Linked DNA regions of Mus musculus: all the other regions are linked to region 2. A link is a contact called in public Hi-C and HiChIP or PLAC-seq data. All regions are on one chromosome and are shown on one strand. Each heading gives the region's core, a stretch centred on a gene start, on an enhancer-like site or on the middle of the called end of the contact. The rest is flanking DNA. Distances are from core to core; before and after follow the strand shown.

What was found. Hi-C and Micro-C count contacts between places; a contact is called where the count stands out from the background. HiChIP or PLAC-seq counts read pairs in DNA pulled down with a chosen protein or histone mark.
Region 1: a contact with region 2 is called in an H3K4me3 HiChIP or PLAC-seq map of fetal liver, with 4 times the contacts expected there. The contact joins the promoter of Pxmp4 here to the promoter of Rbm39 in region 2. A contact is called at or near these places in 1 of 39 promoter capture datasets (erythroid cells) and 1 of 115 datasets of contacts at active chromatin or transcription factors (fetal liver).
Region 3: a Hi-C map of B cells shows a contact between it and region 2, with 7 read pairs. The contact joins the promoter of Mroh8 here to the promoter of Rbm39 in region 2. A contact is called at or near these places in 2 of 39 promoter capture datasets (liver and pre-B cells) and 1 of 484 Hi-C or Micro-C datasets (B cells).

What each region holds. Positions count from the first base shown.
Region 1 is chr2:154,602,117-154,605,863 of GRCm38.p6, reverse strand. Pxmp4 (peroxisomal membrane protein 4) reads left to right here and starts at 2,191. Exons shown (of 4, transcript NM_021534.3): 1 at 2,191-2,347. The coding sequence starts at 2,235.
Region 2 is chr2:156,178,820-156,182,860 of GRCm38.p6, reverse strand. It overlaps Rbm39 (RNA binding motif protein 39), which reads left to right and starts at 2,623. Exons shown (of 17, transcript NM_001291114.1): 1 at 2,623-2,974; 2 at 3,621-3,684. The coding sequence starts at 3,634.
Region 3 is chr2:157,277,844-157,281,859 of GRCm38.p6, reverse strand. Mroh8 (maestro heat-like repeat family member 8) reads left to right here and starts at 2,311. Exons shown (of 25, transcript NM_001039557.4): 1 at 2,311-2,668. The coding sequence starts at 2,385. It overlaps Rpn2 (ribophorin II), which reads right to left and starts at 2,762. Exons shown (of 17, transcript NM_019642.4): 1 at 2,525-2,762. The coding sequence starts at 2,537.

The sequences.
Region 1 (3,747 bases), core at 942-3,441, 1.6 Mb after region 2:
GAAAAGATTTCCAGGGACTGGAGAAGATCAAAGGCTCAGCAGTTAGGAGCATAGACTGCACCTGCTCAGAACCTGAGTCTGGTTCTTAGTATCCAGGTTGGGTGGCTCGCAAATGACTCCAGCATCCCTGATCACCACCATCTAAACAGACACACTTAACAACACTGAAAATAAAAATTTTAAAAAAGAACAAGGTGGGCGTGGTGGCAAATGCCTCACTAGGGTCTTTAGGATAGCCCAGGCTGGACTGAAGTCCATGATCTTTCAGCCTCTGCTTCACCAGGACTGAGATTACAGATGTGCACCCCCACAGCTGGCATAGCTTAAGATTTCTGACATACTGAACCCCACTCTTCAGGGTGCAGAAAGTCTTATCAGCCACACTGTCCAAGAAAGAGCTTTAAAAAAGAATCCCCCTTTCCTTTTTCTTCAACTGCTGTGTTTGACTCTGAAGCAGCCTTTTTCTGGCGTTCCTTGGGGTAATGGTTATACAATGATTTCTGTCACATTAGCCTGGGAGGTGAAACCCTTTTGGTTGTTATTGTTGTCGTTTCCCTAGGGGGCCATCTCTGATTGACTCAGAGGGTCTGCTCTAAGCCTCCTGGACTTTTACTCTTGCATCGCATGCCCTGTGTGGTTGACAAATTGAAATTCACAGGGTCAATATTTGCCAAGGTTCTCTGTCATGAGTGGCTTTGTTTCGCCAGTATCTGAGCCCTTTTGTTAACTATCTAGTTACCAGTAACTGAGCCCTCTTGTTAACTATCTAGTTACCAGTATCAGAGTCTTCTTGTTAACTAGCTACCAACTTTCACTCACACTTTTTCATTCCTCACACTTTTAAGCATCTCTGAGTTTATAAGAGGATTGTATAACTAAACATATTGGGCTTATTAGCTATCTATTAACAGGAATCCATGAAGATTTACCCATGCTATGACCATAATCGACAGTGGTCTTGGTGAGTGGGGCCTTGGATATACAAGTGCCAGGACAGACACATTGCTGTACGGGCCTCAGTCGTCATCAGGTGTCCCAGGTCTTGACAGAACTTGATGTGAAGACACTTGGCCAAACCTGGCTCCATTCTTTCTGCCCATCTTTCTTGTCTTCAAGTCAGGGCTGTGATCATATGTTTTGTGCAATATTCTGGCAGTGGTACTTTGTTATCTTTACTGCTTCTGTACACTTGTGTTGGGTACTGGGGTTACAGCAGAAAATAAGACAAACAGCTTTCTGGCTCCAAGAACCCAATAGTCCACGTGAAGATTGACATTGAGCAAGTAGTAAGTAATAACAATTACAATGTATAAAGAGTTCAATAGGGAAAAACAAAACAAAACGACAGAAAACTTGGACTAGTAAGTCAGAGCAACCAGTGCTACAGCCGGTGGGATATCCTGCAGGCTCCCCTGAGTAGGTGGTGCCACCCGAGCCAACACCTGCATACCGAGAAGTCAGTCATCGGAAGTACAAAGAATGTGCTTCAAAAAGGGAAATATCAGATGTAACTCCTTTGAAGCTGAGGGGTTCTTGGCATACTCAAGGAATGGAAACTAAGTCAGTAGACTAGAGAGAAGAGCAGATGTGAAACGGGAGGCAAAGACTGGCAGTCACGTAAGTAGGTCTGCTCCTGGGGGTGCCTGGGAGTTTGTATTTTAAAAATAAGTAGAAAAAGGTACCCAGCATGTGGGAGGTGGAGGCAAGGGGATCCTAGTTTAAGACTAGCCTGGGCTATAAGAGATTCTGTCTTAAAGCACCAAACGACAAGAGTGGCATGCAATTTCTGTCCTGAGAAGTTAGCTGTGATACTCGCTAGGCAATCGAAATTATCAAGTGTGACAAGTGACAAGTCCAACGTCACTTCCAAACACCACCCATTCCAACTCGAAAGAGAACAGCAAACCCCTCCCAAGCCCACAATTAAACAAACTTCTCCCTAAGAAAACTGCCTTCTCATTGGGCAAATCCTGCGTGAGACCTTCTGAGTCATGGTGATTGGTTACCGACTCTCCTTTCTCTTCCAATCAGACAGATATTTCGAAGAGTAAGCACTTCTCAGCCCATTGCAGACAAATGAGCTCTATGACTGGCTCTCTTCTATGATTGACGGCAGACTCAGCCTATGGACACAACGGCAGGGCGGGGCTCTCCAGTGCGGAGAGCTGTGTAGCCAGAGCCCAGGGCTGTCAGTTCTTGGCCAGCCAGGACCCTTGACCGAGTGCTCCGGTGCTATGGCCGCCCCACCGCAGCTACAGGCTCTTCTCCAGGCCGTCAACAAGCTGCTGCGCCAGCGCCGCTACCACGCTGCGCTGGCCGTGATAAAGGGCTTCCGGAACGGGGCTGTGTGAGTAGGGCCGCAGAGTGCGGCTGGAGCTAAAGGACGGGCCTAACTGGGGTCGCGAGTTCGAGGCCCGGGGCCCCTGAGCTGTGCTCTCTCTAGGCCTCAGATGTCTGTATATTTCAGTGCCCCGTTGGTGCAGCAGACGTAGGTTTCAGGGTTCCAGTCACCTTACCAGTCCTAAACTGGGGCTTCCTCTGTCTTGCTTCTAGGTCCTCTGTCCTTTCCAACCTGGCACTCTTGGCTTAGTTGCCTCCTCAGCACCTGTATCCCCTCATTGGGTCTAATTCATCTCATCTTACCTTGTCCCCTTTGGCCTACTTGGCTTCTGTGGCTCTGTATACACAAAAGAAACTGGACTTTGTCCTTTAGCAAGCAAGTGGTCACCTACTGCCTCATAGGTTCCCTCAGTAAAGTTCCTAACAGGTTCACATCTATATGTGACTTCACCTCACCCTTCATTTTCACTGGGGTCTCGTGAGAAGTGACAGTGATTGTATGTAAGAAAAAGTAGCTAATGTTTGCTAGGTAAATTGCTCTCCTTCCCTCCTAGGTAGGAGAGGAGATCTTGGGGTCGTTTTGCTTGACTGGTGCCCAGATGGGAGTTCCAGCCTCGTTAACCCTCATCCCTTAGCAGTTAGTGAGGGGCTGCTCTCACTGCGTGAGCAGTGACTCTCAGAGAAGAAACCAAAGTCTCTATCTCTAGGAGCTGGTAGCAGTGTGTGGCATGGTGGTGAGTATGTCAACTGCCAGGACTTAAAAAAACCTGGTGTCAGCTACCATGATCTTGATCTCGAACAAACCATTTTGGCTTTCTGGGTCTCACTTTCTAGAAAATGGGTCCCCCAGAGCACTTCTATACTGTTTGAGGATTGAGGCGATGTGTGAAATGGAGAGTACAGTCCCTGGTGTGTGTCTGTCTGTCCGCTGACGGATGTTGGTACAGGTACGCTGTCTGCCTGGCTCACGAACCCTTTTCAGATCACTGCTTCCTGTTCCTCACCCTCTTTCTCTATAGTACCTGTCATCAGACACTGGATGATCTTTTTCCTGGTCCATGTCTCTCATTAGAAAGTGTGCTCCAGGGCTGGTGAGATGGCTCAGTGGGTAAGAGCACCCAGACTGCTCTTCCAGAGTTCAAATCCCAGCAACCACATGGTGGCTCACAACCATCTGTAATGAGATCTGACGCCCTCTTCTGGAGTGTCTGAAGACAGCTACAGTGTACTTACATATAATAAATAAATAAATCTTTAAAAAAAAAAGATTTATTTAAAAAAAGAAAGAAAGGAAGGAAGGAAGGAAGGAAGGAAGGAAGGAAGGAAGAAAGAAAGTAAGTGTGCTTGTGCTTCAGCCGGGCGTGGTGGTGCACACCTTTAATCCCAGCACTTGGGAGGCAGAGGCAG
Region 2 (4,041 bases), core at 1,374-3,873:
CTAAGTAGCTCATCTTGTAACGGGAACATGAAGTTTAGACCAGGCTGCCTCTGCCTCCCAAGCACTGAGACTAAAGGTATCCACCATCATCTTTGAACTTCGTACAACAATTTAAGGGACTTTCAGTCATCATGTGCCTTGGCCCTTGATTTCTCTTCTACTACCACCCTCATTTTTGTCCTTTGTTTGAGACAGGGTCTTACCCAGCTCAATAGCCCAGGCTAGTATCAAAGTATGTCAGTCAGGTGACCTTGAACTCCTGATCCTCCTATTTCTAGAACATTTGGATCCAGGCTTGCACCTTGGAGTCTGGCTTTAGTAGGTGCTAATATTAAACCTAGAGCTTTGTATCAACTCTATAGACCAGCTATCCTTGAACTCAGAGATCTGCCACCACCCAGCCATAACTTTTCCATCTTTTGAGTAAGACCTGGCTGTCTTGGAACTCCCTCTGTAGATCAGACTGGTCTCAACCCAGAGCTCTGCCTGCCTCTGTCCCCAAGTGCTGGGATTAAAGCATATGTCACCATGCCTGGCCTAAGTCTCAACTTTATTATTACTAACATTTTAATGATTTACTTTTATTTCATATGCATTGACGTTTTGCTTGCATGTATGTCTGTGTCTTGAAGGTGTAGGATCCTTTGGAATTAGAGTTACAATTGTGGACCATCACTGGGTGATGAGAATTGAACCCTGGCTCTCTAAAAGAGCAGCCAGTGCCTCTCACTGCTGAGTTCTCTCTTCAGTCCCCAGTCTAGCTTTTCAAGAACAAATTGTTTAACATACACATACACATTTAACATGCATGTGTTTGGCTTGCATGTAGTCTGTGCACCACCTGCATACCTGATGCCTGTGGAGACCAGAAGGCATCACCAGATCTGCTTAATGTAGTTGTGTGCAGCCAGTGAGTATTGGGAATCAAATCAGTGCTCTTACTCCTTTCTCTCCAGTCCCCCTTCTACCTTTTTCATAGCCTTTTACTGTGTGGCACGCGTTGTCCTTGACTTGGCAGCCCAGGACAGGACTATTAATTAAGGGCTCCTGTAGAGAGATAGAAGACAGAGAGGGGCTTGGTCTGACCTTAGTTAGGCAAGACCACTGCTTATTCAGGGTGAAGGGGCATCCCTGTCACCACTCACCCTATGGTTAACATTCCTATAGAGGAAGACAGGTTGTAGCCCCTTATAGGAGCAGAGAAGTTTCAGTAGTCCACAAGGGAAGTTGGAAAGCCTAATCTTTCAGCAGGAAACTATCAGTGATTTCATGCAGTGTGCCACATCTGAGAGAGAAAGCCAGATCAGCTAAATTTTTTGGAACTCATAAGGCTGACCTCAAATTCACAGAAATCCCCCTGCTTCTGTTTTCTGAGTGCATAACTATAGACAAGCTCTACCAGGCATGCTAGAAAAGTCACCTGCCAACTGTATTACATTGCCAGCCCCAAGAAGTTTCCTGTCATCATTCCACATGCTCTTCCTACTCCTCACGAGCTTTCAGGGAGAGTCCACCTGGACATACATCCCCTGCTAAACTTGGGAATTAGTGAATATTTGCAGTCTTGGCTAGTGTCAAGCTTATCCTTGCTACTAATTATAATATTCCCCCCTTGAGGAGGAATCGGAATATATGGAGAGCTTAATTTACTTGCTCAAGGTCACATTGTTGGAGTGGCTACACCAAGCAAGGTGTGACATTTTGGACCTTTTATACCCTCAATTATTAAGCTGCTGATAGGTTTCCAGACTGGTTTGATATTTTATTTCAAAACGTTTTCTATTATGTAAAAGTGGGAGAAAAAAAAAACCTTCCAATGATCACTCAGCTTCTCTACCACAGAATTAACCACTCCCAAATACACAAAAAGCAAACCAAATAAAATCCAACAAAAATTAAACAAAAGCGGTAAATTCACACAGTCAAAATCCTAGGGAAAAGTGAGGGGACCTTTTAAAGTCACAAACCACCCCGATTCAGAGCCCGACTAAATTCAGGGGTTAGAAAGCTACACACTGCGGTTTCTTCCCAGCCCGGCCACCGCCTCCGGTTTCCAAGGGTGTTGCGAAGCTTCACTATCGAGCCCACATCTAACTGGTGACACCAAACGACAAGAAAATCGTACTTTTTATTCCCATTCCCCTGTGTACAGCTCGTTCTTGTCTGCATGCGTTTTCACCACTGGTGGGTCTGGACACGACTGTCTTAGCCCACAGCCATATGTATTATAATAGGTTGCCTTATGGCGACCTTGACAGCCATCTGTGTGGGAGGGCGGGTGTCCGGGGTGGGGGTCGGCTCTGAGAGGGGAAACCTTCACACCCAGCGAGGAGATGACACCAGCCAGGATGACAGCAACGATGCACCACTCAGCAAGGAATCCTCCCAAAGATTGACAGTCAGGGCACCAACTGTCTTTGCCCGATAGAGGACGCACCCTCGCGAGACTTGGGTGCAGCTCTGGCGGGGGAGTCCGAGAAGCCTTTCGGAATTGGGGGAAGGGAAACTGTGATCATCTGTGGCGCAATCATTGCGCGAGATTGGGCCACGGTCGCCGGGAGCCGCGGTGAGAGATCTCGCGATAGTTCGTGCTTTCCAGTCTGGAACCCGGGGCAGTTTCTCGCGAGAGCCCGTGCTTGCGGCTCCGGGAGACCCCGGGTGTTTGTGTGTGTGTATGTGTTGGTGACTGTGAGTACGGAGGAGCAGCGGCCGCCATTTCAGGGAGCTAGCCGACGCTGTCGCAGGGGTGGATCCTGAGCTGCCGAAGCCGCTGCCCTGCTCTCCGTCGCGGGCTCCTTTAATCCCATTGTTTCTTTTAGATTCGCTTGGGCCTAGACGCCCTCGGGGCCCGATATTCGGGTTGGGCGGTACCGCGGCCTGGGCCTAGTGGCTTAACAGTAGCGACAGCAGCAGCGGCGGCGGCGGCGGCAGCCGACTTCCCGTGGCGAGCACAGGCGCGCGGAAGCCCGCACAGGTACGGGGCGTCGCGGCCGGCGGGGAGTGGGTCGCCTGCCCGAGCTGGGTGCTCCGCGATGCCGAGGCTTTTCGCCGCTTTGCTCGGCGCGCAGAGGGGGAGGGGGCCTTCCCGGTACGGTGGGGTCACCTCTCCTCGGCCGTGCCCTTCATCTCGGGCAAGGACGTCGTGGGCGTTTTTTGGTAGCGGCCGGGACCTCCGTGGGGACCTCGGTCAGATAAAGATCTGTCCTTCCGAGGGCCGGGGCTGGTCGCGACCTCCCAACATGGCGCCCGTGGAACGCCGCCGTGGTACACAACCCCTCCCAGCGGAGGGAGTCTCCCTCCGCCGCTAAAATGGCAGCGCGGGTTTTGTGCGGTGAGGAAGCGCTCCGCTGCATCCTTCCTGGGGGCGCTTTTAGCCGCTCGCGGGCGGGCTTTTGAAATTCGACCTGGAGTCCTGCTCCTGTCTTAGGTACAAGGAACGTGACACTTGGCGTACCCAAGGCAGCCTTGTCTGATGGGCGTCGCACAATTTTAGCCATCGTAGCGCTTTCAAAGGAGTTTTCTCAGGCTTTGAGGATGGGAGATCAAGGGGACATTTTATCTTATTTTATTATTTAGCAGAATTGCAGGTGTACTTACAGGACTGTCTTGTTCTTCCCCAGGCGAGTAGAGAAAATGGCAGACGATATTGATATTGAAGCCATGCTTGAGGCCCCTTACAAGAAGGTGAGAAAACACGCTAGTGAGCTTTAATATATTTCTTAATTTAGCATTATTCACGAAACTACTGCTGAAATGTAAACTAACCTTCCCGGAGCCCTCTTGATTACCTTATCAGAGATGCAATACGTGTAACTTACAAAAGTAAATATATGCTATTGATGTAATAATATTGTGCAGTAGTTTCACTTCAGCGTGATGAATAAATGCCCATCTATCTCTCTTTGTAGACTTGCCTAACGATATCTCACCTCTACTCCCATGAATTCACCTTTGATTCCAGTGTGAACTGTCAATCATAAGGTAGTAATTGAGTGACTTATCGCTGTACCGTGGTCCCCTAGGTAAAATGACTCAACTAAG
Region 3 (4,016 bases), core at 1,062-3,561, 1.1 Mb before region 2:
GTTAGCTAGAAAACATGTAGGTCCTGAAGATTGGATTTGGATCATCTTATCAGCCAGGCTCAGCGACAAGATTCTTCCTTCCTTCCTTTCTTTCTTTCTTTCTTTCTTTCTTTCTTCTTCCTTTTTTGGAGAATGCTGAAGTGCATAACTCAGAATCACTCCTCTATAGACAGTAGTTTCATTTAAGTCTTTTGTGTGTCTGTCAACCTAAATGTGAAACTCTTCAGAACACTAAAGGCAGAGGTGATGGCTTAGCGGAGAATTCGTTCCCTGGGTTTGGTGCACAGAACCTCTAAGCCCCTAACCCTACACTAAGGAAGCCAAGAGCGCTACAACGTGTGGTACCCATCAATATACTGCATGCTCCAGTGCTTTTCCCTCCATGCTGGGAACTGAACCCCAAGCACTAGTTTAGTGTTAAAAATAAACATACAGCTCGGAACCGCCATTCTCAAACAGATTACATTCTAGTGGGAAAAAAAAGTTAAGAACCATGATTTATCCCATTGGAAAGCAGAGAGGCACTGGAGAGAAAATAAAGCACAGAACAGGTGTCTTGGTATCTTGGGAGGAATGTGTTCTGTATGCAGTGATCTCTCAAGGCCCAAATGAGAAACTGTAACAAGAAAACTAGATACAAAGACAGGATTGGAGCTCATATGTTAACAGGTAGCAGAAGCCAATCCAAAGGACCTGTAGGCAACTGAAAGAAGGCAACTGAAAGAAGGGACCACAGCACAGCTCTGAGTAGGGAAGCGATCTGACAAGCAATTTAACAGGATTGCTTTGCTGAAGACAATACTGGGTTATACCCGTTACACCCGCCTAAGCAGGGGTGAAGACAGGAGGAGGGGGAGGAGCTATGTAGGAGGATACTGCCATGCTCCAAATACAGAAAGAATGAGAGCCAATAAGGGAACAGAGGTGGAGGTGCTAAGGAAATAGTCAGTCTTGCCACAATTTGAAGTTAAAACCTATCAGAATTGCCAATGGCTAAGAAGATGTAGAGAAAGAGACATCGAGGCATTTGGCAAAATTCCCAATGACCAATGGGCAATCAGGGATTTGATGTAGTGAAGGACTATGATCACCGCTCCTCCAGCTAAACTGTGAATCCCCTTATAGCCTCTGTGCCAGAAGCTGAATCTTTCTACACTTAAGCACAGTAGCAACTTTTCTGGCTCGTACTTGAACACTCAATTGAATGGGTAGGCCCAAATTATACTGAGTTCTTTGTATGCACTGCACCAGTCTTTAAGCCTTCTAATATCCAAGTGAGGTGGGTATTTTCTGCATTTTACAAACCAAGAAATGGTTTGTAAACTATTTCATACCTGTCACTCCAGGACTAGGGAAACAGAGGCAAGATGGTGAGTCTGAGCTGGAGCCCCAGCTTCATAGTAAGACCCTACCTATTCTGTGTGTATTGTGGTACATGCACATAAGTGTATGCCAGTGCACAGGCATGCAGAGGCCAGAGTAAACACAGGATGACTTCCTCTGATGTTCTATGCCTTCTTGCCTTGAGGCAGGGCCTTTTCACTGATCTAGAACCATTTTTGCTAGACTAGATGGTTACCTCTTGGGATCTGCTGGTCTCTGCCCTCCAATGCTGGGGTTACGTGCACAATGCAGCCAGCCATACCCAGTGCTAAGATTTGAACTCAGATCCACAAGTTGCACTGAACCAACTCCCAGCTCCCTAGACCCTATCTAAGTAAAGAAAAGAAAAAAGGTTCTTAAGTAGGTGCCCACTCCCTTGCCCTGAGACAAATAACTGAAACTCAAACTTAAGTTTCAATGCAAGTTCTGACTTTAGCCACTTTACCAACAAATAAAATAGTGACTTGAATACACTAAGATTCCCACCTATCCACTCAGAATCTACCAAGCATTGAGTTTTGCCCGGCACTGTTAAAAGCAAGCACAGAAATATCATTTAACACAACTCTTGCGAAGCAGATACCAGATGAGAAACTAAGCTGTTGAGTCCCTGGCTTCTGTTCTCACAATCAATACGTGGCCGGTTACAAGTCTGCACCCGTAATATCACTTCATACCCTAGGCTTTCAGCTCCCAGACAGACCTGTGAGTCTCCTGTCCCTGTCAGGGAAAAGGAACCTAGAAGTCGAAGAAAGTCTAGTGACATGCTCAAAAGCTTTCATGATGCCAGGGGTGGCTCTCTGTGACAGGCGTAGGCCGCTGGTACTACTCGAATGAATGGAGGAGGCCAGGCTCGGGCTCCGCGCTGCCCGGGCTCGCGCTCGGCCTTGCGGGGACCCGTAGTCCCACGTCGCACGCCCCGCCACCAACCCTTCGGGTCCCCAGCACTTCACCAGCTCGCAGCCTCCGCCACACGCTCGACCCCGAAAGCGCCCGTGCCCATGCCCCTGCCCCGTAGGGGAGGGGAACCGCGCCTAGCCGGCGCCCGTGTGGTCCGCACTAGCCTCCCGCGGGCGACGCCCCGCTCCCCAAAGCGTGTCGGCCGCGGGGCCCCACTATTGAGCCATGCGCAACGCCTCACCCGGCGGCGCCATTCCTCCGAGCAGGTCCCACCGGAGCCCGAGCAGGCAGACTTCCGCTCCGGGAAGTGGCTCCAAGAGCGCGCCGGAGGGGACGCCAGGGACCCGCGGCACACGCCACTTGCCAGAATGGGCTCCCGGCAAAGGTCAGTCGCGGCGGTCCCGCTTGGCAGGGCCGTGCCCGGCAGCCGCAGTGTGGGGCAGTTGAGTCGCGGCGTGCGAACCTCACTCACGGGTCCTGCTTGCCAAGCCGTCCTCTCCCCCGCGCCGGGACCCACTTGGAACCGACCGCCTCTCAACCGCCCTGCTCACGCCGCCACCGGGACCCGATTGGGCCGGGCCTTGGGGCGGGCCTAAGACGGGGCCACCTCTGATTGGCCAGTGACAGTGACTGGCCGGACGCGCTGTCACTCACGGTTCTCTCCCGCAGCCCGGCCAATTTTAAAAGGGTCCGGTTGGGAGGGGAGCGTTATCGTAACATTTGATTTTATCCACTTTGGGAAATTATGGTTAATGCATTACTTAGATTATTAATAATTGGCTGGTGAGTGAGGGTTTATCCAGTTTTCAAACCTGTGAGCTATACAGGTAACGGAGAGGAGCGTTTTAAAATGTTTGATTTTTTTTTTTTGAAAATTTCATACAATATATTTTGATCATATTCATTTCCTTCCCCCAACACCTTCCATATCCTCCCCCAACTCCCTACACACCCAACTCATGCTCTATTTTTCCTCTTTCTAAAGTAAAAAACAAACTAAGCATGGAGTCCTGCCCTGGAGAGTGGTTGATATACCCAGTCACTCCACTGAAGAAAACTGATTTTCCCTCTCCCAGCAGCTATCAGTTATGAATAGTTTTGGCTACAGTTGGGTCTTTTGTGCCCACTCCCCCTTCTCTGTGTTTTGTATGGCTTGAGCTTTTGTGGGTCTTGTGCATACTGACACAATCCCTGAAAAACTGCTTATTGGAAGCCGTTTATCACCCCTGGCTCTTAAACAATCCTTCTCCTCTTCCACATAGACCCACGCCCATGAGCCCTGAGGTAAAGGGGATGCTGTAGACATCCCATTTAGGGCTGAGTGTCCCAAGATCTCTTATTCTCTGTGTGTTGACCAGTTTTGGGTCTCCGTGTTAATTGCTGTCTACTCCAGGAAGGGTTGAGGGATGCGCTGGTCTGCAAATTTAACAGACTCAAAAATGGAAGCCAGAACTAATGTGTAGCTCTGATTACCGAGCTCACAATATAGGCAGAAAGAGTACTGAGCACCCTACATATGTTATCTTATTTACTCTTTATTATTATTCTGTGAAATGTTACTTTTAATACTTTAAAAGGAAGGAAATATTTCAGCCCTTGCGTTCTGATGACAGCCTAGATGTGTGCTAATTAACTATTGTGAACATGTAGAATTTTGCAATACAGCAATGCTGCTTCTCTTCAGTATCACTCCAGATATGTAGCGGGGAGTCGGACCACTCCTCCATACAGCA